2 separate regions of the Sus scrofa genome follow, and region 1 is linked to region 2. Evidence: chromatin contacts called from public Hi-C data. All regions are on one chromosome and are shown on one strand. The core of a region is the stretch at or near the end of the contact, and the rest is flanking DNA. Distances in the headings are between cores, read along the strand shown.

The links. A called contact is a pair of places that touch in the nucleus more often than the background predicts.
Region 1: a contact with region 2 is called in a Hi-C map of retroperitoneal adipose tissue, with 3 times the contacts expected there. A contact is called at or near these places in 8 of 47 Hi-C or Micro-C datasets (adipocytes, embryonic fibroblasts, fetal skeletal muscle and 4 more) and 1 of 2 datasets of targeted methods (alveolar macrophages).

Annotation. Positions count from the first base shown.
Region 1 is chr5:82,292,392-82,297,162 of Sscrofa11.1, forward strand. All of the region lies in intron 4 of GNPTAB (N-acetylglucosamine-1-phosphotransferase subunits alpha/beta), which reads left to right. It overlaps DRAM1 (DNA damage regulated autophagy modulator 1), which reads right to left. Exons shown (of 7, transcript NM_001190286.1): 6 at 876-968; 7 at 187-300. The coding sequence ends at 256. Among named protein-coding and RNA genes, the nearest start is that of GNPTAB, 30 kb to the left of the region's middle.
Region 2 is chr5:81,475,659-81,481,054 of Sscrofa11.1, forward strand. No RefSeq gene overlaps it. Among named protein-coding and RNA genes, the nearest start is that of PAH, 93 kb to the left of the region's middle.

The sequences.
Region 1 (4,771 bases), core at 55-2,554, 810 kb after region 2:
GTAAAGAATTTGTTAATATAAAAAAATGTCTACTTAGAAAATTTTAAAAACATTGCTACAATGTCATAAATGCTCTACATTCTCTAGGAAAACATACCTTTGGAAATATACAACTATTGGGAATTCTTAAAGAAATTCAAGTCCTGGACGTGCTACAGATGAATTCCATACAGGGCAGCATTAAAACCTGTCTGTCCTCTGTACCACTTCTAGAAATTGTCTGCCACTTTGACTGAGTGAGATAGAATTCTTTCTTCAAACATCATCATTGATTTCTGTGGATATCCTTAGGGTGACACTCTATTTAAAAAAAAAAAAAAGTTTGAAAGAAAGTAAACAATTCCAGTGCCAGCTCTGAAACTCCCACAGCATTGCACCCCCTCAGAGATGATCTCACTATGGGTCGTACTGAGCTTGAGTTGGATCCTCAAGAATTTCCTTGGTTTTCTCTAACCTTTTAGCTACTAATTCACTTGTTTCAAAATGTAAGATTTTCCCCGTTGCCAAAGGTCCCACCTTCTCTCTGCCTTGGGAACATTTTTCAACAACACACTTATTTTTAAGAAAAGACCTATTTCCTGTTATTTGAAACTCTTAAATCAGACCTCCTCGCAAAGAAAATAACCAGGATCTATGACTATCAGCAGCAAATGGCAGAGGGCAGATGAACGTTTCATTGTTTGGGAGAGCTAATCAAGATGCTCTCCTTTGGGAATACACAAAATTACACAATAATTACATATTTGTTCAAACACATAATGGTGAGAAGAAAGATAGTGCCCTTATTTTTTCTTGTTAATCCAAGAAATGTTCTACGGATTTCAACTAATCGTCATCATCAGTAACTTGTAACATTTGCATTGACAAATACCTACCTGGAAATCGTGGATAAATGTTAGAAAGTAGAAAATGAAACCAAAGGCCACTGTCCATTCACAGATCGCACTCACTACGTGATACACGTAATCCTAAGAACAACCAAAAAAAGGAACAGAATTTAGCCTACATGCATTCACTTTAGTGTATGTACTGAAATCATAATGAGCAGGTCAGGTCCGAGGAAAAAGCTGTCCAGTGAGCATAAATCAAGCCCTGGAGGAAACAAGGGGTAAGCAGGGCCATGGAGATGCACTTCCGGGCAGCTGCCCCACGAGAACCTGAGTACAAAGTTCTTTTGGGTTCTCACACACCCTAGCTTTAAGGCTTGTCTATGTAACTTAAAAAGGCAGAATGAGGACCGAAGATTTGCGGAGAGTGGAAGCCAAATCTGGACTCAGTGGAAGAAAGAACTTTCCATACAAGGCATGACTTGCCCTCCCACTGCTGGGAAGCTCAAAGTTGAAAGACAGCCTCGAAAAGCACCTCCCAGCATCAGTGTGGTTATTCCAAAGGCCTCCCTGGTGCATCTCAAGGAAATTAATCAACGGTCACCACCAGGTCTTGTGTTTCTCTGTTACTACAGAAAATGCCAGTTCAGAAAATAGGTCTGCTTAACATTATAAGGTAAGCAGAGTTACGAAGCAAATGCTAATAATGAGACTACTTCTTGGTGGGAGGAATGAGAGAATGGAAGGCAAGAAAGAGAATGGTGTTTAATTGGGGTTCGAAAGTCAGCTGCCTCTGGAGGCCAGGAAACAAATAAAAGAACTGAAACTGATGGTTGCAAAAAGAGAGCAGCGACCGAGGCCCACACCTCCTCATTTCAATTCCATTCTCACCAAATGGGAAAAATAATCCCCGAGTTACTTTGGGGAAAAAAAAAAAAAGCCTGAGGTGAGGGGCTGGTATGTATGTGTCAGAGACAGAGACAGAGGGACAGAGGAGAGGATCTCCCCTGATTTTCAAATGCCAAAAATTACTCTAGAAGCATTGTTTTAAACACTAAGCAAAAAATGCCTGTCTGCATTCTGACTTGAGCCCACATGCCAAATTAGCCTGTCATCAATTCATGCCCTCTATTTTCAAATAATACCCTCTATTTTCTTCCTACTTCACTGTCTGCTCTGCTCTAGGTTACAGGTGTGAACAAACAAACATGCTAGGTTGCAGGTCAGTCCTTTCCTTTGACGCGGTTTTCACCCACAAAGATGTAACAGAGGCCCATCAAACTCTTACACACCCTTGCTCCCCCCTCCAAGGACTGTCACATCCACTGCTGGTCCTGTCGAGGCCACTCTAGGGAGCATCGGACCAGCCTGCATTAGGGGGTTGAGAAGGGAGGCCAGCACCCCGGACAATGAAAATGCCTCATACAAAGAGAAGCAGACTTTGGAGGTTTTGGGGGGGGGGTGTTCCGTCGTGTGATATTAGTGATGGCGCCCTGGAGCAGGGGTCCAGACCTTCCGCCATGTACATGTGAATGCAGGCTGAGCTCGAAACGAGACAATGATATCCTAATTCTCAGCCTCCCCACCAGGTACGTCGAAGCACAGGACTGTCCTGTGAGAGCTCTGACCTCCACAGCTTGGGGCAGGACCTAAATGCTCACTCTAGTCTGTGAATGGAGGTAGAGGGTTTTCTTCACATTCGTGGATTTGGGGAAACAGGAGGCAATCTAAGAGCAGCATAGTAATTTATGGAGTGAATAGAAAACCAGGTTCTTTTCCTATTTTTAAGATAGAAAATTAAATGGAAAAAGGTTTTTCTAGAGTTCCCGCTGTGGCACAACGATATTGGCAGCGTCTCTGCAGCATGAGGACACAGGTTCGCTCCCCAGCCTTTAACAATAGGTTAAAGGGGATCCAGCGTTGCTGCAGGTGTGGCATAGGTTGCAACTGAGGCTTAGATCCCTGGCCTGGGAACTCCATATGCCGCAGGGTGGCCAAAAAAAAAAAAAAAAAAGTAAATTAAAAATTTTAAAAAGGGGAGTTCCCGTCGTGGCGCAGTGGTTAACGAATCCGACTAGGAAACATGAGGTTGCGGGTTCGGTCCCTGCCCTTGCTCGGTGGGTTAACGATCCGGCGTTGCCGTGAGCTGTGGTGTAGGTTGCAGACGCAGCTCGGATCCCGCGTTGCTGTGGCTCTGGCGTAGGCCGGTGGCTACAGCTCCGATTCAACCCCTAGCCTGGGAACCTCCATATGCCGCGGGAGCGGCCCAAGAAATAGCAACAATAACAACAACAAAAAAGACAAAAGACAAAAAAAAAAAAAAATTTTAAAAAAGGGTTTTTTTGGTTTGTTTTTTGGTTTCTTTCTTTCTTTCTTTCTTTTTTTTTTTTTTTTAAACTGCCTCCATTAAGCTTTGAGAAATCCTTCCCAGCCGCTGATTTGTGGTGGAAGGTCTCCTCCCAGTGGTTCAAAAGTAAAGTACACCTGGCTCTGCTCTGCTCTGGTGCCTCCTTTTCCAGAAGCACTTTTTTCCCTAACATCTGTCTGGATCATTCTTCTCACTCCCTTCAGTCTCTCCCTGGTGTCCTGCAGGCTTCCATCACCTGCCAGAATCCTCTGTGATGGAAAGCCCTTCCTCTGACCCCTCCATCCCCCTCAGGCACCATCTTACTTCTCCTTCTCTCGCTTCCAAACATTCCACTGAGACAGTGAACCACTGCTCTCACTGTTTCTTCAACCTCCTGCAATTGGCTTCTCACTCTGACCTTTGACTAAGACTGCTTTTGGAAAACCATCAATAACTCCACCTGCCCCTTTGGGAAAAACTCCTGCTGTTTTCTCACTAACTCCCTTCTTGCTGTACCTAAGGGCACGCATTCAGCTCAGTTCCAAACCCCTGATTCCGTGTGTTCTGGTGTTTGGTCTGGAAATTACCAGTTACTCTAGTCTATGCTCTGATGGCTCTCAACCCCTGGCTCTAACTGGATATTTCTCAGCGTTTCACTAGCCTCAGATTCAGTGATTCTAAAGCCAAACCCATCCAGTTGCCTCCATTAAATCAGTTATTCCTATTAGGGACCCAATTATCTCTGCTCACAAAAACAGGTTCTTGGGTTCTCCCAAGACAAAAACTTGGGCATCATCTTCACTTCATCAAGTCCTTTCATTCTCTCGCTATTACTTGCAATCTAGACGAATTTAGATTTGAAATTAAACGGGCGGAACTTCATTCTCCCTGCCATCCTAACTCCGGGCTCACGCCTCTGCAGTCCACCCCAGGTGTTGCTTCTGACTAGTATTCATCCAGTAGAATTCCTTCACTTTAGTCTCCTGTTCAAAAGCCTTCAAAGGCTTATTCTGGTCACCTGTGTCAAGCATCTGCCTCTCTGCTCACCTCTTACAGCCGTGCACAAACTAATCCCCACCCTCCCCCCTGACCACATTTATTTCTCATCCTATCCTGATACAAGTTATGCTCAACACTGTCCTCATCCCCTCCCCCTCCACTCAGTACACCCTGCCTCCTCTGACCTCCGCACACCTTCACGCACTCTGTTCCCTCCCCTTCAGTGGCTCACCTCTTTCACCAGGCCTTGATGGTTGAAGGGTTTAAGAAAGAATTAGAGGAGTTCTCGTCATGGCTCAGCAGAAAGAATCTGATAATGAGGACGCAGGGTTGGTCCCTGGCCTCATTCAATGGGTTAAGGATCTGGCGTGGCCGTGAACTGTGATGTAGGTCACAGATGTGGCTCGGATCTGGTGTGGCTGGGGCTGGGGCATAGGCCAGCAGCTATAGCTCCGATTGGACCCCTGGCCTGGGAACCTCCATATGTCGTGGGGTGTGGCCCTTAAAAAAAGACAAACAATAAAGAAAAAAAAAAAAAGAGAGAGAAAATTAGAAATTCAAAATTTTGAAAATAATTGTGACAATAACCCCAGGAACC
Region 2 (5,396 bases), core at 2,238-4,737:
TTTGTGGGTTTTAACTACTTTTAAATTGTGTACCAATAATATTTGTACATTTTATTCAATCCAGAAGAAATGTTTAACCCTTAGGAGCTTATAATCCTAGGAAATTTTTTAAAAAGTGTATTTGCTTTTAATTTATATTCATATTTTTGTTGCAAAGATCAATAAAATACTATAAGAAATGAAGTATACTGCATGGAGTTAAAATTATATGTGCAATATATAATGGAAATAGGATTGTTTAAAAGGGAAGATATAAAAATTTCGCACTACTATTAAAATGTTTATTCACCCCTTGCTGTACAGTGGGAAAAAAAATGTTTATTCACATATTTTGAATGGATTATGAGGAATAACAAATTGCAATGGAATTCGGATTTCATCGGAAACTTATAGAAGTATGCTCTACAGTTTTATTTTAAATGTCAATATGTTAATACATCAGGAATTAAATTCTTTGCAAAGTATGATAAAATAATAACTTGAATCATATACAGAGTATATGGTTTTACAAAATTCTTTTAGAGAGTGTAGGAAATAAAGGCTTTACATCCATAGGCTGCATTATATTTAGTGGCCCCTAGAGGGAGTCTTTTCTCAGTTCCACTTCAAGGACAATTTGGAAGGGTGGAGAATTCTTATGTGCATTGATTGCTCCATAAATTATTAGAAAAGCCCTGGATGGAAAGGTCACTGGGAGGGATATGTGGCATTCTGGAAACAGCACTAGATCTAATGTGAGTCTGCAGTCTTCTCCTAACTGGCTCTTTGGCTCTCTGTATCACAGTTTCCTCATTTGAAATAAGGGCATAAAAACATGCCTCCTTGAGCCACAGTGTGGTAGAATATAGCGACAAAGAACACTGACCCTAGGATGCAACTGCCTGGGTTCAGATTCAGCTTTACCACTTACCAGCTGGTTGACCGACCTGATGCATGGTTTTTATACCCCTGTGCCTTCTGTCTGTCATCTAATAATAACCATAAATAGGATCAATAATAGTACCTACCTAATGGAGTTGTTTTGATCATTAGTCAAATCAGTATTAACAGATAAAGTGCTCTGAATAATCCCTGGAATATAACTATTATCATTTTTTATTAACTTAGCTATTACTGTTACTTATAATCATTCACATGTCTATTGAGAAAATCAAATGGGACAACGAATGGGAGATACTTTGAGCCCTATGGCTGCTACACAAATAAAAGAAATACTGCTAAAACCACATTGGCTGTGGCATCAAATTACAAAACAAAACCAAAAGACTAAAACTTGCTTAACCTGTAAGGGGATTTATTACAGCAGTTAAGTCCCCAAATGTGGCAATCACAGCTCCAATGCCATTGCGCTGGCTCTGCCCTGAGTGTGCTGTCTGTGTCTTTACAATGGCATTCCTCATGCTCACAGCGTGGTTACTTCCCTTCAGCAGTGGTCTGTCCCTGCAAAATTCAAACGTTGAAATCCTCACCGCCAAAGATAACAGTTCCTGGAGGTGGGGTCCGTGGAGGTGCTTGGGTTCAGAGACTGTCGCCTTCATGAATGGGTTAGTGTTCCCATACAGGAGACCCCAGAGATAGCTTCTCCCCTTGCACTATGTGAAGAGAGAACTGGAAAGGGCCAGCTATGAACCAAAAAGAGGGCTTTCACCAGAACCCTCTCACCAGAACTCTGGGGCCTTTATCTTGGACTTCCCAGCATCCAGAACGCCGAGAAATAAATTTCTGTTATTTCTAAGTCACCCAGTCTGTAGTGTTTTCTTAGAGCGGCTTGGGCAGAATAAGAAACACCTTCCATCTAATTGGGCTACTCAAGTCAAGTGCCCATCCCTGGATCAAAAAGCCTTGTTCAGGGAAGACCATGCTCTGATGGCCTTAATCCTGGGTGTCTGAACTGATGACCAGCAGATGGGATCCTGGGACTACATCAGACCAAGCAAGATCCGGCCCCTGAAATTGAAGAAGGGAATTGCATGATGCCTTATGGTCTCAGCAGAAAGTAGATGACATTATTAGAACGGATCCAAGGAGGGAAGTTTAATAAAGTGACCATGAAGTTGTGGGCAAAGCTGAAGGAACTCAGCCAGGGTTGGTGCAGTGCCCAGGGGCTAGCAATGACAGGGAGCCACTAGTGCTCCCCAGCTTGAGAAACAGGGAGCTTTCATTATAACAGATGCACAGAGCATCGGATGGAGAGGGCTATCGAGGACGATCTTTGTCCATTCATAAAAACACAGTCTACCTGCAACTACTCAGCCACGGAGAAAGCCCACAGAATACAGAGCCCAACTTCACTCTTCTACCACTGGCCAAAAGCCACAGGGCCAGGAACCATTAATGCCATCAATGCACACCCATCCCCAGGCCAGGCATCCAGGCTCCAGGTCAGAAGGAGGAGAATAAAGATGCACTTGGAGGAGCAAACGGAATAGTGTGCACAAGGGAACGTTGAACACGCTCAGACTGTGCAGGGGACTGAAGAGAACCCAAACAAGACGGGGTCCTGGGAGAAAGAGCAAAGGAAATACAGCATAGATATCTAATGGAATTCATGCTAAATATCCTTGTTCAAAATAAAACTGTTCTTTTTCTTTTTCAAATATAGATTATCTAAAATTGCAGGCATCTCTTATTTGCAAGTAAAACGCATCCCCAAGGGAGCTGCACAGGAAGATAACAAAAGGTTGAGCTGCCACCACTTGATGAGGGATACAGGAAAGGGGGGGCGAGCTGACCTTTCAGAGAAAAGTGAAGAAATCCATTCCCATAAGGGATTGCAGAGAGAAGTGGCTGTTCCCTTGATAAAGCCAAAGAGGGCAAGTCTCATGAGGTCTCAGCCAGTTACATGGTGTAATTTACTGAATGATGTTGGCTGCCTTGCAATGTTTCAAAGCAATTTTTTTTTTTTGTAATACATGATTCGTAGGAAAGGATTTGGATGTTGCCATTTTCCAGAGGAAACTTGACTACACTTAGTAATAGAGAAAAATGTTCTCCTTGGGAAGTCTCAGATTTCTATGCAAAGCGGTATCCTAAGTCAGAATTTACACAATGTATTATTGCCTAATGTATGAGGGTCAGCTAATTAATTCTGAACTAAAATGTCAAGAGGAACAAATCCAATCCCTGAGGGACTCCAAGAAGCTCTGTGACCAAGAGGCAACATCAAGTGCCCATCAAGAACAAGGAGAGGCCACACTCAACACTGGCTGCCCGTTCGAACTACTTGGGGAGCTTTAAATTTTTTCTACACCCAGACTCTGCCCTAGAGCAGTTAAATAAGAATCTTTCAGTGAGGTCCAGGAATTGGTACTTTTTGAAAACCTCCCTAAATGAGCATAATATTCTTCCAGGGTTGAGAACCTCTGGTCTATAGGATACTTATATCTCTGGTAGAGGCAGCATGCCCAAGTCAACCAGAACCCTAACCCTAAGCCTTGCTTCGCTGATGAACGCATCAGTTCAATCCAAATAGCTATCCCGGAATGTGGCTCTGCCTTGCTGTGTCTTCCCGCCAGATATTGAGGCCATACAATAGAAGAGTGGGGGCTCTGAGATCAGGCTGCCTGGGTCAAATTCTGAGTCCACCTATGGGCTTATATGCCTTTGAGAAAGTCGCTTAACCCTTTGAACCTTAGTTTCATAACCTGTAAAATGGGGGGGGCAATTACAACACAGATCATTTTGAGGATTAATTTAGAATGGACTTCATTGCTTATGAAGGTCTTAGTGCAGTGCCTGGCACAGAGTGGCTCTCAGTAAATGCAAACTAATACTATGTGTCTAGATCTAAGCCAGCTGGATGGCTCAGAAGCTTCTGTACATTCTGCCCAGTTGGCTTTACAGAGTTCTCTCCAGCAAGGGTTTGGGGAGGTGTGGGGGGTGCTCAAGTAGCTGGATCCTTTGGTCCCTTCCAACGGAGCGTGAGGATCTCTGAGTTGCTTTGGGGTCACTGCATGAAAGGCAAGGACATTAGCACTTAACAAGTGGAAAATGACTATTGTTCCAGCCACTAGTAGTCACTATTTACCGAGTGTGCCAGGCACCACTGAGGTGCTTTACATCTTTTCTCACTTAATCCTAACAAGAATCCTACAAAAATAGACAGTATCCCCCACTGTGTTGATGAGGCTCCTCTGGTCCAGGGAGGGTGAATAACTTTCTCAAGATCACCTACTGGTGACTTACTGAATTAGGACTGAACTCAGGGCTCTCTGGCTTTGTAGCTCATGCTTTTTCCACTGGGCCATGCTGCCTATCTTGAATGACACTCCTCAGCAGTAGGACGGCTGTAACTTCTCCGAGAGGGAAAAATCCTTGCTGAATGAATGGAACCATGTTCCAGGGATGCATTCCAGCTAGCATCTTCCTTCTAGAGCTACACAGATCTGGAATACAGCATTTAAGAGCAGATATTATGGCTTTGGGCTACAGAGAGTAAGCGAGCCACTCAGACAGTATTCCTGGCTCCATAACGCTCCCGGGAAAGAGCAGTCTTTTCCTCATGGGAATGTTTTTTATCCTGTAGGATGGCCAGCAGGTCGTGTGGCTCCACGGAGAAGAAGGGGCAGTGTCTGCTGTGGGTGCTCTTCTGAAGACCCACTCTCATGAAGTTCAGCAGTAGAGGTCATCAGTGGGCAGAAGAGCTGCTCACAGCCCATCTCTAAGATTTTAAAATGAATCAAGGCATAACCACTGAGAATCTGCTACTTACCTACAACTGGGCAGGGCACCAGAGCCACTGTGATCCCACTTTGCCCTGCCCCAAGTGGGGACACTTGGCCACACATGAATTTTTCCTAATTTTGAAAAGGGCGTATGTGAAAATTCTTAGGTAACATTTTAAATCACACACACACACTTCACTGTAAAAACAAAATAATAATAATAGCCTAATTTTATTGAGGTTTTTATGTGCCAACCCATTGAACACATTTAAGCCCCACCACAACTCTGTGAAGCCACTGGTCCAAGCTTCCAGCTGAGGAAACTATAGACCAGAGAGGCTAAGTAATTGCCTGATGGATTCCATGGTAGATCCCTGGTATCCATCAGGTTCTAGCAAGAAACAGAGGAGACACTCAAATTGGGAAGAGTTTCGTCCTGGGACTGGATACACTAGATAGGGTGGGAAAAAGGTGTAAAGAAACTGAAAAAGGACAGGCAGTTCCTGGGCTAGGGGTCGAATCAGAGCTGCACCTGCAGCTTACGCCACATTTATAACAAGGCTTGCGGTAACACCAGATCCTTAACTCACTGAGCGAGCCAGGGATCAAGCCCACATCCTCAAGGACGTTATATCTGATGCTTAACTTGCTGAGCCACAACGAGAACCCTCTCTGGGTTGTAATTTCTATAGAGTTGGCTATTCTGGTAAATTAAATTTGCTGCTTAACTGT